2 separate regions of the Sus scrofa genome follow, and region 2 is linked to region 1. A link is a contact called in public promoter capture Hi-C data. All regions are on one chromosome and are shown on one strand. Each heading gives the region's core, a stretch centred on a gene start, on an enhancer-like site or on the middle of the called end of the contact. The rest is flanking DNA. Distances are from core to core; before and after follow the strand shown.

Region 1 (6,613 bases), core at 284-2,783:
ACAGAGGCATAGCAGTTTGCTATGGCTGTGGCCGTGGCCAGCAGCCACAGCTCTGATTCAACCCCTAGCCTGGGCATTTCCATATGCTGCAGGTGCAGCCCTAAAAATCAAAATAAAGAAAGAAAGAAAAACAAAAATAACTTATCTCATTCGCTATCTCATAAAAATTAGCAAAGAACAAAATGTCAAGACAATATTGAGAGTTCCCTAGTGGCCTAGTGGTTAAGGATATAGTGTTGTCACTGCCGTGGCACAGGTTCGATCCTTGGCCTGGGAACTTCCACATGCTATGGGTGCAGCCAAAAAAAAAAAAGACCCCAAAGACAATTTTAAGTTCACAAATAATGTTTTTTGACAGTGAAGCAGACCCTCTCTAGTACAGTATCATCTAACTTCAGTTTAAAAAGGATATTTTAAAGCCTTAGAGCACTTTGAAGGAAAACCTTCTTTCCCTCTTTGTCTTTTCTTCTCTCCTGACACTTATATTTCATTGTATATTGCTTATACTTGTCTATGTGGAGATGAATGACCAATTCTTTGGGAAAAGGAAACATTTTTTACACTATTTTCTCAGGTTCTAACACATAGCCTCTTCCATAAATATCTTTTGAAGAAACTGGCATATCACATGATCTTTTAAGATACAAAATCCTTGAAGCTCTGAATCAGTATCTTACACAACCGGTGCAACTATCAAAAGTCTGTGGGAACTTAGTTACTTCCATTACAACCGCTCCTTTTCCATCTAAGCAGAGACTTACTCAGCAAATACTACACTTGAGGAGAATTATGCTTTTTATTTGCCCGACTTGTTGGTCTAACCTAAGAACTACAAGTTCCCCGAATATATTAAACAGCAGGTTCTCACAGAAGGGTCTGTTTTAGCGTATGACACGTAGCAGTTTGAAAGACCTGTAAGAGAAAAAGAACCTGAGTAGGAAAGAAACTTTATAGAAGAAAAATGCTGACACTTCCATGGCACCTGGTATTTTTCACACGCTTGATGTCTCATCTAATCCTCGAAACAATCTATGAAATAGGTATTTCTACTTTTCCACTTCAACGCTCAAGAAACATTTAGAGACTCAAAGATTACAGATTTGCTCCAGATAAAAAGTGTCAGGGCCAACCCTGGAAACCCAGCCTCCCAGCTGTCAGTCCGGGCAGGAAAATGACAGACAGACGCTCCTTGAGCCCCGTCTGAGGCCGTTCCTGGAGATTCGCCACCAGACTCGGGCCTTCCAGCGCGGGGGCCTCCTCCGGTCGCTCCTGACCTCCCGGCCCCGAGGGCACCTACGTGCTTAGAGGTGAGCGCGGTGATGCCGCGAACCAGGTTGCCCAGCCGGGAGGAGAATGACGCCTTGGCGGCCGCGGTCCCACCAACCGACTGGTTCTGCAAGAAGAGTCCCGGCAGCGCCGTCAGCGTCTTCTCCACAATGTCGCTCATCGCCGCCGCCCGCTCTCCAGTTGCCGCCCGGCCTCATGCCCAGCCCCGGCCCTGCCGCCCGCCCGGCCTCCGTAGGCACTTCCTGTTTGTTTGAAGAAAAAAGCTTTATTCGCGTCCCGAACGGACAAGCACAGTGTCGTTCTCGAGAGACGCCGCCGGGGGGCGCTGGAGTCCACGACGGAGAGGCCGCCCGTCGCGCCTGCGCAGATGTTGTCCTTCTGTGGAGAAATACGGGACTCTCCGGGTTTCGTTGGCAACCTCAGCGTCCCGTGTCTCATGGGGCCTCCTGAGGTAGCAGCTTCGGGCGGTCCCTCTTCTACTTAGTCTGCCAAAGTCTCGCTTTTCTTTTAGCAGTTTCCGCGCTGCCCGAGAGCTCACCGGGAGATGGACCTTCCTGGCCCTCTTTCGGTCCCTCACTGAGAGACCACCAGGCAGTCCGCCCACCTCCCTCTACCACACTTCCAGGGGCTGAGTGGACACGGGGACCCGGCGTCACGCGCAGCCCCTGGCCCTGGCGGTGCTGGGGACCCTGGTGGTGTTGAATGACAGCTCGACTGTCTTGGGGATTCATCCTGTCGGGTTCAGCGCTCGCCGTGCAGGGGCACTCTTGACCACTGTCCCGTCCCATCCGTGCATCTTCTCGTGGGATTTGGGGAGGCAGCGGAAAAAGGGAAGTGGTCGGGTGTCCACCCTTCGCCCCCGGACTGCTCCTGCTCGGTAGGTCGCAGCTTGAAGGAAACTCTCCCGACCTCACAGACAAGGATGGGTCTCCTGGTCGTATCCCCTCGCAATGCTCAGTTCTTTCCCATTTTAGAACTGAAACAGTTGCCACTACATAAAGATTTAGCTCACTAAACAGAGGATATCTTACTGCTGTTATTCCGGCTTCTATTTGAACGGAATCTAAGACAGTGGTTTTGAGAATGTGGTTTGATGATTTCTGAGAGTCTGTGGGTCCCTAACAGAGGATCCAAAAAGCCAAAACTATATTCATAATACTACCTAAACGTTACTTACAGTTTTCATTGTCATCCTTCTAAAGTGTACAGAGTTTTCAAGAGGATAGATGACTTACAACGGCTCTGTTGGCTGATGAAGTGTGAGCTTGAGCCCCACTCCTGCGTGTTATAGACCCTACTAAGGTTTATGGTATAGCAAGTGCGTTTTCAGAGATTAACTCAGTCTGTCCTCACTGCCTCTAGTGTGTTCTTACAGGCTATCTTCATGATTAAATAAAATCCATATTTTGAGGCAAGACAAATTTAAACATAAAAATTTTCTCTGGGAATTCTTGTTGTGGGTCAGATTTTATACAACTAGTATACATGAGGATATGAGTTTGATCCCTGGCCTCACTCAGTGGTGATTTGAAACAATTGGTCAAATATATAGTCTTATAAGATAATGATTGTAATAGTGTAACTCTAGGTATGGGAAGAAGCAACAAAAGGGTACCATTTCCTGTGTCATAACAGACTAGTATGACAGGCAATCCAGAGGCTTTTGGCTGCTGTTAACCAGGGCCAGTCCTATCCACAAAATAATTGTCTGACCTGGGAATGGATATTCCCAGCACCATGAGACAAATTGGTCACAAAATGACTCCCAAACCTTGGTTAAAATTAGGAACAAAGAGAAGGGATTGTGAAATAAAGAAATGTTGCCCACCACTCACTTCTACAAAAATTAAATCATTAGCCGCTATAATTGCTGACCTGTATTATACCCTGAAAGGAACTCAGGGCAAAGATCAGGATGAGGCATTTTTGCTCTGGAAAACTGACAGAACTGGCCTTCAGATAGTTATATATTTTCAGGAGAAAATTTTATGAACTCAGTTTATTTCATCTTCTTCACTTAGAAAAACACTAAAACCATTTACTAATATATCTGTTCCTTGCAAATGGCAGTAACCTTTTACCCAGATGAGTGCTTGGTTGCACATACCCCTTCACCAAAGTCTCATGTGTACTGGCCTCCCTCTTTACCTCTTTGGAACAGTTTCCAGAGCTCTATGACAGACTGTCTTCTAGGTTTTAATCCTCAGGTTGGCTGGAAAAAAATTCTCCATTTCTCTCTAAGCAAGAATTTTGTTGACATTCATTTATGCTAAATCAGTCCTCATTAATCATCCAATAAATGGTATTTTTGAAATCCTTGACTTTTGTCTATGCAGAAACACAAGAAGAAAGTTCATTTTGTTTACTTGTTTTGCAAGAATACTTTCTAATTTTTTTTTCTTTTTTGTCCATCCCATGGCATATGGAGTTCCTGGGCCAGGGATCAGATCCAAGCCAATAGTTGCAGCCTCTGCTGCAGCTGTGGCAACACCAAATCCTTTAACCCACTGTGCCCATCTGGGGATCAATCATATGTCCTGGTACTGCAGAGATGCCACCGATCCCGTTGCACCTCTGCAGGGACTCCTAATTTATTGAAAACTTTCTAAATAGTTAAATTTCACCTGAAACTGTTATTCTTTTAGAGTTAATATTTTATCCTAAAATAAAATTTTGCTTACAATGTTTTTTTAATTTTAGATTCTTTCGTTGGCTCACAAAAGGGAGATTAGAAGACATGCTCTCTCAATCTCCCACATCTAGAGATGCTGAAAAAGATAACATTAACATCAAAACAAAGGATTCTGACTCAGGTAAAGGGAATAATCTAGATGAGGCTGTAAATAAGAAAGGAAAGTATGACAAAAGCGTCTTTCTTTTCCTTGACTTTAAAAATGATGATTTACCTTGTTTTGTCTTACTCAACAGAACATTTTCAAATACTATTATGGTACAACTTTTCAAACTAGAAATGAAAAACCTCCTGAAGTACCTTACAGATTCAGTTACTATATTGCACTGACTGGAGAAGGGCATCTGATAACTGAGAGACTAGGAAAGGCTGTATATTACTGAGTGAGTGACTGCTAGATGAAAACTTAAATCATGGCAGTGCTGTTTTCCAAAAATGCAGTAACTCACCAAATTAGAAATTTGATTGCAAACGTAAAGACTGAGTTAACATTCTATCTGCAGAATTGCACTGCCTTTAAGATGGATAAAAATTATATATATATATGGAGTTCCCATCATGGTGCAGCAGAAACAAATCTGACTAGGAACCATGAGGTTGCGAGTTTGATCCCTGGCCTCACTCAGTGGGTTAAGGATCCGGTGTTGCCCTGAGCTGTGGTGTAGGTCAGTGGTGTGGGCCAGTGACTACAGCTTTGACTCGACCCCTAGCCTGGGAACTTCCATATGCCATGGGTGCAGCCCTAAAAAGACCAAAAAAAATTATATATGTAAGTATACATGTAGCTAGACTTGTTGCTTTGCTTGTGTCTATCAGGTGTCAGCACCAATGAATACTTGAAGATCATTTATATAAATTCTTGTCAATAAATTGAAGTGGTGTGAAATAAAGCATTATACAATTTTTTAAAAATCTCATAGACTGTGTTGATATTTTCACTAATGTATAAAAGCAATATTGAGCAAAACAGTTGACACCTTGGCACAAATCAAGGCAGGGGCTCCCAACTGTACTCTTTACCACCAAATCCTCACATTAAAAAGCAAACAAACAATTTAAAAAAACATAAGTTTCACAAAAGAATATATTTAATCAAGCAGTAAGAATTTTTAATTTTATTAAATCTAAACCCTTGAGAATATTTCTTTTAAATATTGTGTGTGACAAAATGGGAAGTACAGATAAAGCAGTTCTGATGCACAACCAAAGTTTCTTAAGGAAAAGCACAGGTGCTGTTTGACTTGAGAGCTGAGCCAGATTTTTCTTCATGTAATACAATTTTAATTGAAATAACAATTAACAGTGTTGTTTGTGAAAATGAACAGTGAGCCTGTCACTTTGAAGGAAAAAAATGAGAATATTCATTACTGCTGATAAATGTCAGGCTGTCAAGTGAAAATTAGAATTTTGGAAAATATGTATCTGCCACCAGGAGTTTGATAATTTCCCAATACATAAGAACTGTTCTTACTAGATCAGTGGTGATATTAATGAATGTCCTTTTTTGATATTGCATAACTAAATTTGTCAACTTTTGGAAGATTTTTATAATTCAATGAAGCAATATTTCCCAAATGATCAATGCATGATGTTATAAAATTATGCATAAACTGAAGATCTCTAAAATGCATATAACATTACAAAAAGTTCACCAATACCTATGTAACCCAATGATTTTAATGTAACCCAATACAAAAAGTTCACTGATATATTTTCAAATCCCACATTCCAACAAAGCTTTAAGGAACTATTGCTTGTTGGGTTTGGGTATTCAAATCCCACATTCCAACAAAGCTTTAAGGAACTATTGCTTGTTGGGTTTGGGTATTAAAAATTTTTCTCAGTTTTACTTTGGGTATTCTAAAAAGAATATCCACAATTATTTGAAAAGACTATTAGGAGTTTCCATCGTGGCTCAGTGGCAACAAACCCAACTAGTATCTATGAGGATGCAGGTTCAGTGTCTGGCCTTTTTCAGTGGATTAAGGATCTGGCATTGCCATGAGCTGTGGTGTAGGAAGCAAATGCAGCTCAGATCCCATGTGGCTGTGGCGTAGGCTGACAGCTGTAGCTCCGATTTGACCCCTAGCCTGGGAACTTCCATATGCCATGGGTGCGACCCTAAAAAGCAAAAAAAGAAAAAGGAAAAGGATATTAAAATATTCTCTTTTTTCCTAAACTACATATCTGTATGAGACCAGGATTTGTTCATAAACTTCAGACAACCTACCAACATGTGGTAGGATGATAATGTCTTCTGTTGTTTTGAGCCACCAAGGTAATTTGTTACAGCAGCCCCAGGAAATAACTACAAACCCCAAAGCAATAGCTTAAATCCAGAAGCAGACATGAGAATTCAGCTCTCTTATATTAAGCCTGATGGAAAGAGATTTGCAAATTTGTAAAATAATGCCACTCCTCCCACTATTTTTTTTCGTTTTGATATATAGCTGTTTTTTATTATTTTATTTAATGTTGTTAACATGAGATGGGTTTACTGTTGCTGTTTTAATATCAATTAATAGGTAAAATTTTTCTCAGTTTTACTTTCTAACTCATTAAAGATGTACAGATGGCCAACAAGCACATGAAAAAAATGCTCAACATCACTCATTATTAGAGAAATGCAAATCA
Region 2 (6,222 bases), core at 1,702-4,201, 430 kb after region 1:
TAAGATCCTATAATGGAAAAGATATGAAAAAGATTTTATATATATATATGTAAATAAGCATACCTATACATATATATGTGTATGTCTGTGTGTGTATATATATATATACTGAAGCACTCTGCCCAATACATATAAATAAGCATATACACACACACGTATATATACATATACTGAAACACATATAAATAAGCATATGTATATACACACACATATATGTACTGAAACACTGTGCAGTACACCTGAAACACTATAAATCAACTGTTCTTCAACTTAAAAAAAAGATATGCAAGTCCACATCATTACTGGTACATTTCAGAGAATTCAGTATTATAAAAGACTAAACTAATGTGTTGGAAGAGCCCGGATTTAGCTATCTTAACCCTAACTTTATTCACTATACATAAGTACTGTGTTACTGGAATTAGTATGATTATAAATATATAATTGCAAATAAGTTTAATATTTCATCATTTACTACTAATAAATTTTATATCATGAAAGTATTATAGGTCTTAGTCCCATTTTCTACTCTTTGTCATGTGACTTTGGGTAAATTCCTTAAATCCTCCCAACACCACCACTGCCATTCCCCAGTTTATTTTCATCTGCAAAACAGGAAAAATCCATCTGCTTCTAAAGAGTTTTCAAAAGCATCAAATGAAAAAATATACATATGGAAAAGTGCTCTGAAAATTGTAATGTACACTGAAATGACTAAAGAAATCAAAACTGTAACTTATTCTTCATCTACTGTTAAATCCAAACATTAGTTTAAAACAACTTTTTCAACAAAATTATGGTATGCTAAATATGGCCACAAATTCTTTGGCATTTTCCCCTTCAAAAGGTAGAGGGTCAAAGGGGAAGGCTCTTACTGCTCTAACCAAATGAGTATGTTAGAAGTAATGCTGTGCCAAATTCTGGTCCAGGCTTTAAAAGGCTTTAAGAGAAAGCTTCCACTTTCCGACTCTTCAAATACTTGCTTTTAGAACTCATCCTCCATGCTTTGACATGTCAAAGATGCATAAAGAGACTGGTGCATGCACTCCAACTGACATCTCCAGCTGAACTCTCAGACAGTATCAACTGCCATCCATGCGAATAAACCATCTAGGATGTGCAGCCCAGGTGAGCTTTCAGATGACTCCAACCCTAGCTGTGTACCTGACGACGAATACATGAAACCCTAACTAAGAACCAACCAGGTGAGTCCACTCAGCCCACAGAAACATGAGAATAAACTGTAGTTTTAAGCCACTTTGTTTTAGAGTGATTTGGTATACAGTAATAGGCAGTGGGGACAATAACCAAGATTTGTTTTTAAAGACTCAATAATATCTAATTTTATTAGCAGCTCATATTTGATGAACACTTCTCCCCCTTTCATCTCTACAAAACCAAGTATATCTTCATGAAGAAAAGTTCATAATAAAATATAGTGCTAGACATTTTATGGGAAAAAAATCTGATGTGCTAACTCTTACTTTACAAAAGCCATATTGGTTCTTTCCCATTATATTCACATTAATAAAGACCATAATGATTGATAAAGTTCAAGTAAATACATTAAAAAATTAAATTCTAGAAAGATATCTTTAAAGTATTTTTGTTTTTCTGTTTTCTCAAAGACTACAATGAATACTTGTGTGCAATTAATGTATATTTATATCATTAATGACAGGTTGTTGTTGTCTTTTACTATACAATCCTTACTATCTAATTTAAAAGATGCATCTAATGTGTCACAAGAAAAGGAATACACATTTCAACATGATAAAGACATAGCACAAGCTACGGCACCTTTCAGATAAACTGATCCAGTACTCTGGGGTCTGAGAAACTATCTAAATTCATCATGAAAGACATTGAACAATGAATCAAACAGAATCTGTTGAAATACAAAATCTGCTTACACAGCAAAGCTACAGAGCAAGCCTAGAAGAGGAACACTTCCTTAACAAAAATCACTTGACATTTTTCATGGCTCCAGTAGGAAGTATTCAAAAATTAAGATGCTCGCAGATGCAGAAAAAGTAAAATCCTCAGTTCGGCATCGCCTACATCTGAAACCCTCAGAGCTCTTTAACAAATATTAAATTCCTTAGGCTCTGCAACACCTCTGTCTTCAGGTAAATTTTTTTTAGTGATTAAGTGATTTGCTTCAAGGTCACAAAATGTACTGGAGGTAAGAAACAAACCCAAAAGTGTGGTCTGCAGCTTTCTGTCTAAATTCTGGGTTCTGGTATTTTCCAAGGTGGAGTGGAGGTGAAATTAACTTGTTTCACACCTCTAGTAGAGAGGCCACATTTTAGGAAAGAAAAGATTTTACTTGGGGAGTCGCAGTTTTAGTTTTGATGAGCTCATTGATTCTTTAAACTCCTACTTGGAATTCACTAAAACCAAGTTTGACAGGATCAGAGGAAGGACTGGAAAACACTCTAGAAGGTTGTATTAAGGCCTGGGAAGATAGCCCAACAGCAGAAAATCTGAAAACAGAGGCAAGAGGGACGAGGTCAAAGTCGGACTGAGCGTTCAAGAAGGTGGAAGAATGGTCAAGGCCACCTTCTAAGACCGGAAAACCTGAGCCCACACGAAACTCGCTGGGCAACTCTAGGTGGGCACCAGCAAAGACTCAGGGTAGGGCCCTTCCTCCAAATGCGGATTCTACGTTCGAGCTGTCCCACCCTTCTCCGAAGACAGGGGTTGTCTCCCGGGTGACCAGCAGCTGGTGGAAGGGGGTTCACTGAGAAGAGCTTCCGGAGGAATAAAAACCAGGATCCAACCCCTCACTCACCTTGGCGCACGGCGCGCTTCACAAATGCCAGCCGCCTTGCCAAAGGCCCATCTCCCACCAAACCGAGGAAGAATCGCTAACCCGACGGAAGCCAGACCAGCTCATCCCCTTTTCCCAATTTGCACTGCGTTACGACGCGTCGCTGCTCTGACGTCACGCAGGGGCGGGGCTGCGCGCGCGCGCTCTCACTGCTAGTTCCTTCCCATCCCGGTCACCGCCTGTGAGAGGGTATGGGAGGGCGGAGGAGGGCTGAGGCGGATGTTTTAGATGGGCAGTATGGGTACGGACCAGGCTACGCTGAGCTGAGGCGAGCTGGCCCGCCCATCCCCTGCGCTCTGTATTTCTCGGGCTTAGATCTGTTACCCTGGTGTTACTCGCATCGTGGGTTTTGCTGCGGAGGAAGCATGGCTGCTTTTAACGCCTGAGCTACGTCTCTTCCTCTTCTAATTGGAGATGTAGGGCTTACAAGAAAAGGAATTTCAATTTCCTCTAATTCTGGCTAAAAGTTTCGCCTCTGGTAAGGGAAGAATGAACACGATCCTAAAAATCATATTATGTATGCATATAAAACGTTAACCAAAATTCTAGTCTTACAAAAACTAAACGAGAGGCCTGAACTTTTTCACAAGGTGATCTTTGTATGCTCGTAGAAATGGTGATTAAATACTCCAATTAGACCATAAATTTAAACAAATTTGGTTGGAGTTTTTGGCCGTGGTCACTAAGCTCCCAAGGACAGTCCAAGTGTCTAATGGATGGAAAAGCTGGAAGGCGGGGTATAGTAAGTGTGTTAAGTGAAAGTGTGTACCAAATAGGTGTTCAATAAATTTGTAATGAATAAATGACACCTAAAGCAACAATGTGTCACATATAGTAGTCTTTCCATTAATGTTAATTTCCTTTACATCATAATGAAGTACCTGCAAAAACATGGTAACTCTTTTAAACTCAAGCTATACACTTTCCCAAGAGATTTAAAACCGATAGAATATGAAGTATACTATACCACCTGAGTATACTATACCACTACTAACTAGGAAACCTTAGAAAAAAATTTCATAACCATGGGGGGAAAATCACAGCTATTGAGGGTGGATCTTAAGAAAGTAAACTGGGAATTCCCGTCATGGCGCAGTGGTTAACGAATCTGAGTAAGAACCATGAGGTTGTGGGTTCGATCCCTGGCCTTGCTCAGTGGGTTAAGGATCTGGTGTTGCTGTGAGCTGGGGTGTAGGTCGCAGACGCAGCTCGGATCCCGCGTTGCTGTGGCTCTGGTGTAGGCCGGTGGCTACAGCTCTGATTCGACCCCTAGCCTGGGAACGTCCATGTGCCAGGGGAGCGGCCCAAGAAATGACAAAAAGACAAAAAAAAAAAAAAAAAAAGAAAGTAAACTGGTTGTTGGTTGTTTGCTTTGTGTGTGTATGTATGTCTGCTGAGCACCTTGATGAATTTGAGTATGCAAAGAAAAAGCCAGAGCAGAGTTTGGAGTGGGAACCAAACAAAGAAGGAAGAATTTGGGGTTCTCTGAAGACAATCTTAGAAGACCCTAGAAATATGAAGTGATAAAGAAAAAAGCTCCTAAGAATGAATCAACCAATGAAGAGTCTCCTATTGTGGGCTGGCAGAAAGGTTTTAATAAATAAGACTCGTTAACATTCACATAAAGTTTTTTGTTGCACTGATGTAATTGCCCCAATTCTGACCACCACTCTCCCAGTAAGTAGAATTCCCCAACTTCCTTAAAGCATCAGTCAAGTTTGCTAAAGCACATACCATTTGCTTTAGTTTTTTTTTAAATTAATAAATTCCCACATGTGGATCAACAGGTGTGGTAGAGAAACCAGATACAAGATGAAGGATGATTCTAAAACTGAACTGAGTTGGTGAAAGCATGAAAAAACAAGGACATCTCTAGGAAATTCACAGAAATCTGGGTATGGGCTCTGGATTTCTCAAAACTAGTGGAATGAAAGTTCTTACAGACCCAGGTTACCTAGATGAAACTATGCTTATTGAATTGAATTATAAACCCTAACTCTTGTTCAAATATGTGTTGTAACAAATGAGGCAACAGTTATCTATGGTTCCTAGAATGCAAGTAATGGTCACCAGGTCTTTAAAAGGCATAGCCTATATTTGACCATAGCTTTGATCTCCACCATAAGCAGTAGTCCAAAACAAACTGTAACAGATTCATTCCTCATCCATTCAAGAAGTATCTACTGCAGATCCCATCGTGGCTCAGTGGTTAACAAATCCAACTAGGAACCATGAGGTTGTAGGTTCGATCCCTGGCCTTGCTCAGTGGGTTAAGGATCTGGTGTTGCTGTGAGCTGTGGTGTAGGTCACAGACGTAGCTCAGATCCCGAGTTGCTGTGGCTGTGGTGTAGGCCAGCAGCTACAGCTCCGATTAGACCCCTAGCCTGGGAACCTCCATATGTCATGGGTGCAGCCCTAAAAAGACAAAATACTACTGAATATGTGTACCATGCAAGGGATTGTTTTATTTGTTTTTTTCTTTTTGGCCATGCCCACGACATGTGGAAGTTCCCGGCCCAGCGACCAGAGCTGCAGCAGTGACAATGCTGGATCCTTAACCCACTGGGCCACAAGGACACTCTTGCCAGGGACTGTTTTAGACTTGGGTTATAAAGTCTCTTCTCAGAGTTCCTGTTGTGGCTCAGCAGTTAACAAACCTGACTAGCATCCATGAGGACGATGGATGGCCTCGATCAGTGGGTTAAGATCTGGCATTGCCATGAGCTGTGGTGTAGTTCACAGAAGCAGCTCAGATCCCATGTTGCTGTGGCTCTGGCATAGGCCTAGCCTGGGAACCTCCATGTGCCGAGGGTACGGCCCTAAAAGACAAAAAGACAAAAAAAAAAAAAAAAAAAAAAAGTTCCTCCTCAACACAGAGCTGACTTACATTCTAGTGGGGGAGGCATGATAAACAAATACATATACAATTGACCCTTGAGCAATATGAGTTTGAACTGCTCGAGTCCACTTAAACATGATTTTTTTTTTCAATAGTAAACATGCAATCTGAGGTTGAGCGAATCTGTGGTTGTGGAACTGAACTGGCACACTTGGAGGAGGAACCTGAGATATGGAGAGCCAACTATAAGTTACACTCAGATCTTTAATTCTGAGGAGCTTGGTGCCTCTGGTGCCTGTATTGTTTAAAGATCAACTGTATACTGTGTCAGGTGCTAAGTAGAAAAATAGAACAGGGTAAAGAGCCAGCAAAGATAGACTCTCTCTCTTTAATGAGAGAGTCAGGGAAGAGTTCCTTGACTAGTGACATTTCCTTAGAGCCTTTAGTGAAGAGAAGGAGTAAGCCATGGGCACATATGGGTAGAGAAAATCCAGGCAATGATAGCAGCACAAGTGAAGGCAGTGCAGCAGGAAAAGGTGAGTATGCTGGA

Evidence for each region. Promoter capture Hi-C pulls out the DNA fragments that hold promoters and counts their contacts.
Region 2: a contact with region 1 is called in a promoter capture Hi-C map of liver, with 7 times the contacts expected there. The contact joins the promoter of USP8 here to the promoter of AP4E1 in region 1. A contact is called at or near these places in 1 of 5 promoter capture datasets (liver) and 2 of 2 datasets of contacts at active chromatin or transcription factors (alveolar macrophages and skeletal muscle).

Annotation. Positions count from the first base shown.
Region 1 is chr1:120,944,512-120,951,124 of Sscrofa11.1, forward strand. It overlaps AP4E1 (AP-4 complex subunit epsilon-1), which reads right to left and starts at 1,534. Exons shown (of 21, transcript XM_001924871.7): 1 at 1,298-1,534. The coding sequence starts at 1,447.
Region 2 is chr1:121,373,203-121,379,424 of Sscrofa11.1, forward strand. It overlaps USP8 (ubiquitin carboxyl-terminal hydrolase 8), which reads right to left and starts at 2,952. Exons shown (of 21, transcript XM_021095635.1): 1 at 2,795-2,952.